Linked DNA regions of Gossypium hirsutum: region 1 is linked to region 2. The links are chromatin contacts, called in public Hi-C maps. All regions are on one chromosome and are shown on one strand. Each heading gives the region's core, a stretch centred on a gene start, on an enhancer-like site or on the middle of the called end of the contact. The rest is flanking DNA. Distances are from core to core; before and after follow the strand shown.

Region 1 (4,413 bases), core at 263-2,762, 280 kb after region 2:
TATTGTTTGGTTTTCACTCGAAACTCTCATGGTTTTGTCTCACAAGAGATGTCTTTAATGAGACAAACCACGAAACTTTTGGATCAAAGTGGACAATACCTCACAGTTTAGGTATGAATCGCCACCAGAAATTACCATTCCAATAAGGTTCTCAAGACAGAGTACAACTGAACTTTTAGTTGCTGCAGAGCAAACAGCTAGCATTTTCCCCTGCAGATTGGAGAAAGAAAATGGCATCACAAACAAAGGATTGTATTGAATTCATTTGGATTGATTGCAATGAAAGGATCATGAATTGATTATCAATCTCAATTGATAAACAAGTAGAGTATCTTACAGCTGCCTTGGCCTCATCCATCAATCTTAAAACTCCAGGTCTAGGTTCCACCTGATCAAAACAATACCACTCTCTTTTTATTCAATAATATGGATAACCAATTCAGAATCAATGAAGAGATAAAAGAAAATGCAATGTGATAAACAATAATGTCTGCTTACAGTTCCAGATTTGATTATTTCTTTGTACCTTTCAGTCTTCCAATCCTACAAAGATGTAACAGCACCACGTACATAAGTTCTTCAATAAAGAGAATTTCACAATTCCTATACAAAGATCAAATTAAAGCTTAATTGGACCTCCATTCCCTGTTTCCCCTTGATTTCATTGGCATTGGCAGTCACTACATCAAAGCTATATAATTATTAATAATACCTGAAGAGTGTCAATTAACTTAGCTCGTTCCTCATCACTCTCAGGAGGCGTCTCAAATATGGTAGAAGATGGCCATCCATGTTCCTTGAAGTACCTTCAGAAATACCAAAAATCTCCATTAAACCGATCAGCAACAAGAAAAATTAAGAACAATAAAAGAAACCCAGAAATATTTAGAAAAAAGAAAGAACCATCTCATCTTGGGTTTGCCACCACCAATCAGGTTCTGGAGCACATCATAAAATTGAAGGTCCCAATTAAGGGGCTGTGAAGAAGGAGGGCAACGAACATTGAAGTGAGCGAAAGCGTCGTTGTAAGCTTCGCGATGCAAGTGCTCGGATTCTAGAATGACACCATCGCAGTCGAAAATGAGAGCTTGAAGGGAATGGGAAGCTGAGACAGAGAGGTAGAGTCGTCGGGGCTTTGTGGTGGTTAAGGAAAGGGAGGAAGACCTTTTGGTTCTGAAAGTGAGGGACCGTGGTGAGTAATAAAAGAGAGAAGAGAAGTTGGAGGAGAGGTTTTGAGGAGAGATAAAGAGTGTGGAGTGAGACGCCATGGCTGATTTGCTTCACTGATTGGTTTAAAATGGAGAGTTTTCGAGTTAAAAAGGAGGTAATTTTTTGGCGGGTTTGGTTCGTGTGGCTGTGGATATCTCTCCAGCTTCAACGTTACCTTTTAACGCATACAATTTTGCAATTGGATTTGCATGCCAACCCCTCTAACCCTCTCTCGGTATTAGTATCTCAATCAATTCTCAATTCAATCAACCAATTCGATATATGATTACAAATGAAGTCGAAGAAAAGTAAATATTAATTATAAATTATATGAAAATAAATTTTGGCTCAGCTTAAGACACCACATTTTTTTAATTTGTATTTCAAAAATCATTCAAATACCATGATTCAAGTTAGTTTTATATTTAATCAAATTTAATTTGAATCGAATTTCAAGTCAAGCCTAACATAAACGACTAAGTTACACAGTAGTTCCACCAACACATTATGGAAACTCCACAAATCGTCTTGAAGTTGGAACATGGGATCAAAAATAGCATCCTTGAGTATAGCCATAATAATAGAGGGGGGAAATGTGACGAATCATCAATTATGCAAAAAGTACCCTGTTATAAACATTCTGCAACCTTTACAAATCCTATTACAAAGTTGTGCCTCCACCATCTGACATAAGAGATGCGGCAGCTGCAGCAGCTGTCGGGACAACCCCGGTTGAAACGCCTGGCTTTGACAAATGCAGCAGCCTGCAAAATCAAACACCACAAAGCTTTGTCCGAGATACAAATTATACAATCAAAATTAGATGACAAAGCCACCAGTTTCTTACGCTAACACAAATCCTTCATTCAGGATCCATCAAAATACCATATCCTATGTGCTAGAAGCTGAATATCTAAAATCATAACCATGGTATAAGAAACACTAATCTATTATAATCACTAGAAACAGGTTTTCCTGCTGCCTAATACAAATGATAATTCATATTTATGATGATTTATACAATCATCATGAGCTTAAAAGACTAGATTATGATTAGACCAATTACTTAAATTCTTGTTGTGCATCGCGTTTTTCACAGTTGCAAAGTTATGTTATTTCGACTTCTCATTTTCCCAGGAACACTCATGTCTAACACTTGTGTGACCAGTGACCAATACTCATATCTGGCAGTCCCCCTAGTAGTTGCATAGTGTAATGAATGCTGTCTAGCCAATTGTAGTAAATATCATCAGTGGAAAGAATCAAAACCACGAAATAACGATCACAAAATCATGTTTGAGGATCCTATTTTCAGGTGACAAGTTCTATAATAGCCATGCATCTTAATAAGCAAGAAGAAAAAAGGCTCTTACGGTGCAAGATATTCACAAAAAGAAGAGACAGAAGCAACGACTTCATTATAATTTTCCGATGTTGCAGGCGCGGTCACTTCAACCATCTGTATACCAGGTGTTACCGGGACAGCCTCATCCGTTGCGTGCAGTTTCAGCATCTTATTAACCGATGAGACAGTCACGGTTATCTGAGCAGCCCTTTCGAAATGAAAGGTGAATCCCACTCTCAACAACTCATGATCCAACTTATATCCAAGTGAATAAAATAATCGAAGCACGTTCTTGCTGGCTTTGCTTTCTACCATACTTCTAACCAGCACAGAGATTTGCTCTGCTCCAGCACCCCTCATTGCACCCCCAACATGTTTCACAGTCCTACAAACATTATATAAACTTAATAACCACCCAACACAACAAAAAATAACACCAACTACGTTATTCTTGACCCTTTACTTTTTTTGAAGTATTCATGTCCGACACTGTATCCACTGTATATCTAGACATGGATATGAGAATATGAAACCCCAAACACGGAGCAACCTTTGAAAAAAATTGAATATATCCATCCCAAACACTCACACATCCATGTCCGAATTATATAGAATTGATATAATATAAGCACAATTAAAAACTCCAAATTACCAAGCAGGCTCGGACTGTTCAAGATCACACAATAATCTGACCTCGGAAGTAACAAATCCTGTAAAATTCTTAGGCATTAGCAAGGCAGAACCTAACAACTTGATCAATTAATTTATATTGCTGTTTTATAAATTATAAATTAGTACATGATTCAGCAGGAGAGTTATTTACAAAATTAACTAAATAGGGAAAAATGCTTATACCATCACACGTCATGGATAGATTAGTAGACTATAATTAACTCTTCTGTGTATTGAAAATGTGAGAGACTTACCAAGATTTGGACCACTTTTAAGGCAAATTTCATGTACCCTCAAGCGTTCTCTATTTACACCGCAAAGACCTTGAAGTAGAATTTCAAGTGCCTCAACATACTGCAAATCTCACCCAAAAAAAAAAAAGAATGAACAAAAACAAATCTGTTTAAACCAATCCCCAAATTTATAAAATTTCTAAAATAGACATAAAATAATGATTTTGGGTGTGAATTTTTTTACCTGTGTCTCTATAATTCCTTGAACTACGCACTCCATTTTTACAAGTTTTTTTCAATGTTAAACGAAGAAATGCAAGCAGTAAGCTAACTGCGAAACCCTTGCCTTTCTTAAAATCCGGTTCGAGCTCAGTTCGTTATACGAATGGTAATACGGGCATTGCTTGGCCCGAGATGTCACCCGACCCGAACTAAATTATGGGTGGAAACAACTTTAAAGGTTGGGCGATAATACTAGAAATATTATTAGAGTTTTTAATTTTAGGATAAATTACATTACTGATCACTCGATTATTAAATTATTTTTTTGGTCATTTATAGAAGATAAGTTTACGGTTTTTAAAATTAGTATAATAGTAATTTTAATTTTTAATATTTTTATATTATGATAATTTAGTATTGATTTCAAAAAAGACTAATTCTCAGTATTTACATATTGTGAATTTTATTTTATTTTTTGCATTTTTAAATAATAAGAAAAGATGAAAATTATTTTTTTGAATTTTTAGTGGTTATATTTTTGGTATATTTTTTATTAAATTTAGTTAATAAATTTATTTTTTTAGAAAGGATCATAAAGAAAAGTAAATTTGAAAAATAAATAGACTAAATTACATAATTTGTAAATGTTAAGAGTTAAATTTTTTAGAATTAAGACTAAATTGACGTAAAAATATTGAGGGCTAAAGTTGTTATATTAAAAAATTAAGTAAT
Region 2 (4,626 bases), core at 963-3,462:
CAATGAATACTGGCATTGTACTATTCATTAAAGGGACTGTCTCTTACCTTCTAGTTATATATTCATCAAATTTCCATTGCTTTATATCCAGAAGAGTTTCAAGCCTAAATCTTCCCTCTTTTTCCTTTCATCTCGGAGTTCTTTCCTATTAACCTTAGAGCAAAGCAAGATGGTCAGCGCTAAGAAGCTTATCAAGTTAGTAAGAAAATGGTAAAAAATGGCTACAATCAGGAGAAAGAGGATCACACCATCAAGTGCCACCTCAGATACTAGCACAAACAGTTGCAACACGTCGACAACAGTTGAGCAGGGCGATTTTGTTGTATACAGTGTGGATCAGAAACACTTTGTGCTTCCATTGGAATATCTCAAGAATGAAATAGTCATGGAACTATTTAACTTGGCTGAAGAAAAGCCTGGTTTATTAGGCAATAAAGCTCTCATCTGCATGTATTTATAAGAAACTCGATGCCTTTGGAAGGATTCCTGTTAAATAATGAGCCACCTTTCTGCATGTAACCTAGTAAAGTTGGTCAGTAAAACTGAGCTTGTAAAAGAAAAGGAGAGCTACACATAAAATTACGCTACATAAAATTACATGAATGAAGAGAAGTCAATAGTAATATGGAAAATTATAATGATATATTTAGGCAGCCCTCTGTGACAGTTTCAGTACTAGATAAGTAACTGCTACTTGAAGAACCACTCATACTTATCCCAACATAAAAAAATTACCGACTTGGAGTTCAATCTTGTAAGCCCGACGTTGCTCAAGCATAGCAGTATCTGACAATTCAAAATTCATTTTTGGATGCAACTCACAATCAGGGACAACTTCATTTTCTATAATCGAGGTTGAAGGTCTCTCTGATGAAGTGTCACTCTTGAAGCTTCTAGACAAGTCAGAATCACCTATCTTCAGCTCTTGATCCATCCAAGCTCCCATTGACTTAATGATGCCAACTAAGCACTGCACTGATTCATGCCGGAGAAAAATATCCTAGGAAAGAGTATTCCAATTTCAGCTTTCAACCCTGACCTAAATTTTGTTAACAAGCTCATAAAAACAAAACACTGAAGCTGGAAAACTGACATTACTGACTTGTAGATCCAACTAAAGTACTAGAATTTATAGTACAATAATAGAAAATCGAAGGCATCTTGTACTTGGAAGATGATGCAGATACATCTATATCTATTTCCAACTCCAATTATACTTGAAGGAGCCATCTATACTGCCTGCTAGCAGAACTTTTGGTTCCATTTGACCCTCTAGTGTCTGGACTTCAATTTGTGTCTGCTCTAAAGCACTATAATGTATAATTCTTAATAAATTTCCGACTGTTGCACCATATCTCCAAATCTGAAATACTGTAAAATACAATAATGAAAATTAAGTTATTATCAGTAAGAAATTTTGGGAATAAAACTCTGATTTAAAGAACGACAAATATTGCAAAAGAGATATGCATGGGTAATACAGACAATATAAATTATCAAAATTTGAGTTATCTCCTCCATTAATTAGTTTATTTTTGTCGTCTCCAGCGGCAAAGTCGAAATAATAAAACAAGGATTAAGAAGAAGATATCGATATGATGATTACGATTGACTCCCTGCAATTCAATTCTAGTCCGTAGGTTTCCCATAAGAGAAAAAGAAACATCATCTCCTCCAAAAGACAGAGATTTAGGAGTTGAGTTGTAGCCTATTTTTTTAGAAATTTTAAAGAAAACCCATCACCAAACCCTTTTAAAACAAAATTTGATTATTGAAGAACAGAAACCAAACGAAATTAAACTTAAAAGAAAAATCTGCTAACCTGAAAGTGTATTGTTGTAATAAAAGAAGAAATTTTGAACGCATTTGCAGGGAAAGTCTGAAGGAGATTTTGGGAAAAATTTTCTTCAATTTTATTCAGCGATGGTCAGAATAGCCATTCCAAGCTTTCAGCACTGAATCCCTATTACGCGTTCTATTCAGCGATGGTCAGAATAGCCATTCCAAGCTTTCAGCACTGAATCCCTATTACGCGTTTGTGGGAATAGAAACGCTTTAAGTAATACGGCCGAATGAAGAAACAGTGAACCAAACAAAAGCATTACTAGTCATCAAAGAATAAGGAGGGAATGGAATAGCCATTCCATCCAAGCAAACATAGTGTTAATTTCTAACAGCTATCAAAATTTCTGTTTCTTAAACTACCGGTAGAGAAAACAGAGACAGATAAAACGAAGAAAGGAATCTATCCTTAGTCCCGGATCTCAGTCTTACAGTTTCATCCAAAGTAGTGAGAATCAAGGGAAGCGAGAGAAAGATGAGTGGGGGAAGGTGGTTTGTGTAACAGGAGTATCAGGTTACATTGCTTCATGGCTCGTTAAGTTTTTACTCCAACGTGGTTACACTGTCAAAGCCACTGTTCGTGACCCAAGTTTGTTCTTAACTTCAATATTTGAATCTTGGCTTCAAGCCCCTTCTCTTTCTTCTTTTTGTTCTTAAATCTGTGATAATATTTGATGATTAACTGTTAGGGTACTTGAACTTGCCTGATTTCATCTTTCTTAACCGACTTTTTGGGCAGTGATACAAGTCAAAGATTAGAAAGATAGACTTTGTATGTATGTAAACCTATCTGAGTTGTTATAGAAAGGGTTTGGGTTGGATTTCCGCTACTCATGGACAATCTAATTGCACATTTTATATTTTTGGTGATTTCATTCTGCAATACTTAAAAATGCCCCCCCCCCCCTCTCTTTTAATGTCGAACTGTAACACAATTCTAATTTCTGATTCCTTTTACTAATCAGCCTTGATTCCGCTAATATATTTGGTTTTTAGGCTCAATAGTTTGTTTAACTTTATGAAGGAGATATATATATATCTTTTTGCATTTGGTATTAATGAAATATAGTTTTAAGATTGATATGTTTTTCCATATAACTGTCCCGTTCACTTTTATATAGGTGATCCAAAAAAATCGGAACACTTACTTGTACTTGATGGAGCAAAAGAAAGGCTCCGTTTGTTCAAGGCACAGCTGCTGGATGAGGGAGCTTTTGATTCTGTAGTTGATGGATGCGTAGGAGTTTTCCACACAGCATCTCCTTTTTATCACAATATCAAGGATCCTCAGGTGCTTTTTTTTCTCTCCTATAGAATTTTTTCATGGTCAGTGTATAAATATTTATGATTAGTTTCTACCATTCTGGTTCTTTAAATATTGCTGATTTTTATTTTTTCTTTGTATATGGATGAAGTAGCCCTCCAATGTTCATAAGTGTCATTAAAAATGAACTTTAGTTATCATATTGTCTCATCTGCTATAGTTCAACATGTTTTTCTACAACTAGTATATTCTTTCTCTGGTTTACTTGAATCCCACCACTCATTTCTGAAAATGGTGGTTCTTAGGCTCATGTATGTTGTTAGAATTCTTTGAAGCTTGAGCTAACTGTTGATCTTTTCAACTTGTCTGGTTTTGCTTGAAATTCTTTGCTGTAAGCAGGAATAATTTTCTTGGACCATGAATCAACTTGCAAATGGTGAAAAAAATGTTTACTGTATCGACTTTTGTTCAAATGGTCTAGCGTTTGATTTTGCATGTACGTATTTTCAGTCACCAACATTGCAATATGAATCCTGATAACTAATGGATTCTATGGCTGTTTTATAACAGGCTGAAATGCTTGACCCAGCTGTGAAGGGAACACTTAATGTTCTTAGGTCATGTGCTAAGGTCCCATCTATCAAACGGGTGGTTATAACATCCTCAATTGCAGCTATTGTGTATAATGGAAGGCCTCTTGGTCCTGATGTTGTAGTTGACGAGACTTGGTTCTCAGATCCTGCTTTTTGTGAGAAATCAAAGGTATGCAAACGTACAAACTTATATAACATATGTATGTATATATTCAAAAGATGTGATGCTATAAGTGTATCATTTTTCTCAAGTTACCAAATGATGTCATGCTGCCTATATGAGTGAGAGCCTGGACCTAGTCTTGTACTTTTAAGAAAACATCTGTGAAGTTTCCTATTGTTGTTTTCTTTCTTCCTTTTTTTAATCCACTGGTTCATAAATTGTCTTTCTATAAAGTATAGGCATATTAGTCCAAGGCTTCTAGGGAAGGTGCCTGAGTTAATTCGAGCTAGCTTTTAAGACCATTACTGTCATTATCTGAGTCACCTAAAAACTGTCAAAGCAAGCATCATTTGTGGAATGGTTAAACTTCAAATATCCTCACTGTTTCTTTCGTTTGATTAAATCTTCTGATTTAACTGCAAATCTCTAATTTTAATGCTTAGTAACTACTTTCCTTTCCTGTTATTATGATTTCATTCTATGAGAATTGAGTGTTAAAAAAGTACACTGTAAATCTGTAATATGATGTTTAGTTCTGTTCCTTGTTTAGGACATTCTCAGTTCCGTTTTTACTTCTGTAGAAAGGAAAAATGAGGCATGATAGGATCATTTTCATCAAATTTTGTTTTGCTTGTTGTCAGCTTTGGTATATGCTTTCTAAGACGTTAGCTGAGGAGGCTGCTTGGAAGTTTGCAAAAGAGAATGGCATTGACATGGTGACAATTAACCCAGGGTTGGTGATTGGACCTCTTTTACAGCCGACT

What was found. Hi-C and Micro-C count contacts between places; a contact is called where the count stands out from the background.
Region 1: a Hi-C map of leaf shows a contact between it and region 2, with 2.3 times the contacts expected there. The contact joins the promoter of LOC107951724 here to the promoter of LOC121209944 in region 2. A contact is called at or near these places in 13 of 34 Hi-C or Micro-C datasets (callus, hypocotyl, leaf and 2 more).

Annotation. Positions count from the first base shown.
Region 1 is chrA02:97,634,604-97,639,016 of Gossypium_hirsutum_v2.1, forward strand. It overlaps LOC107951724 (haloacid dehalogenase-like hydrolase domain-containing protein At4g39970), which reads right to left and starts at 1,513. Exons shown (of 11, transcript XM_016886863.2): 1 at 904-1,513; 2 at 713-806; 3 at 499-543; 4 at 338-388; 5 at 136-210. The coding sequence starts at 1,268. LOC107951725 (mediator of RNA polymerase II transcription subunit 18) reads right to left here and starts at 3,904. Exons shown (of 5, transcript XM_016886864.2): 1 at 3,704-3,904; 2 at 3,481-3,580; 3 at 3,207-3,264; 4 at 2,583-2,939; 5 at 1,624-1,973. The coding sequence starts at 3,739. The coding sequence ends at 1,871.
Region 2 is chrA02:97,358,119-97,362,744 of Gossypium_hirsutum_v2.1, forward strand. LOC121209944 (brefeldin A-inhibited guanine nucleotide-exchange protein 1-like) reads right to left here and starts at 2,213. Exons shown (of 4, transcript XM_041081949.1): 1 at 1,823-2,213; 2 at 1,168-1,371; 3 at 740-1,000; 4 at 272-509. The coding sequence starts at 1,230. The coding sequence ends at 441. It overlaps LOC107952398 (phenylacetaldehyde reductase), which reads left to right and starts at 1,387. Exons shown (of 7, transcript XM_041084289.1): 1 at 1,387-1,407; 2 at 2,212-2,431; 3 at 2,964-3,133; 4 at 3,677-3,868; 5 at 4,504-4,626. The coding sequence starts at 1,387.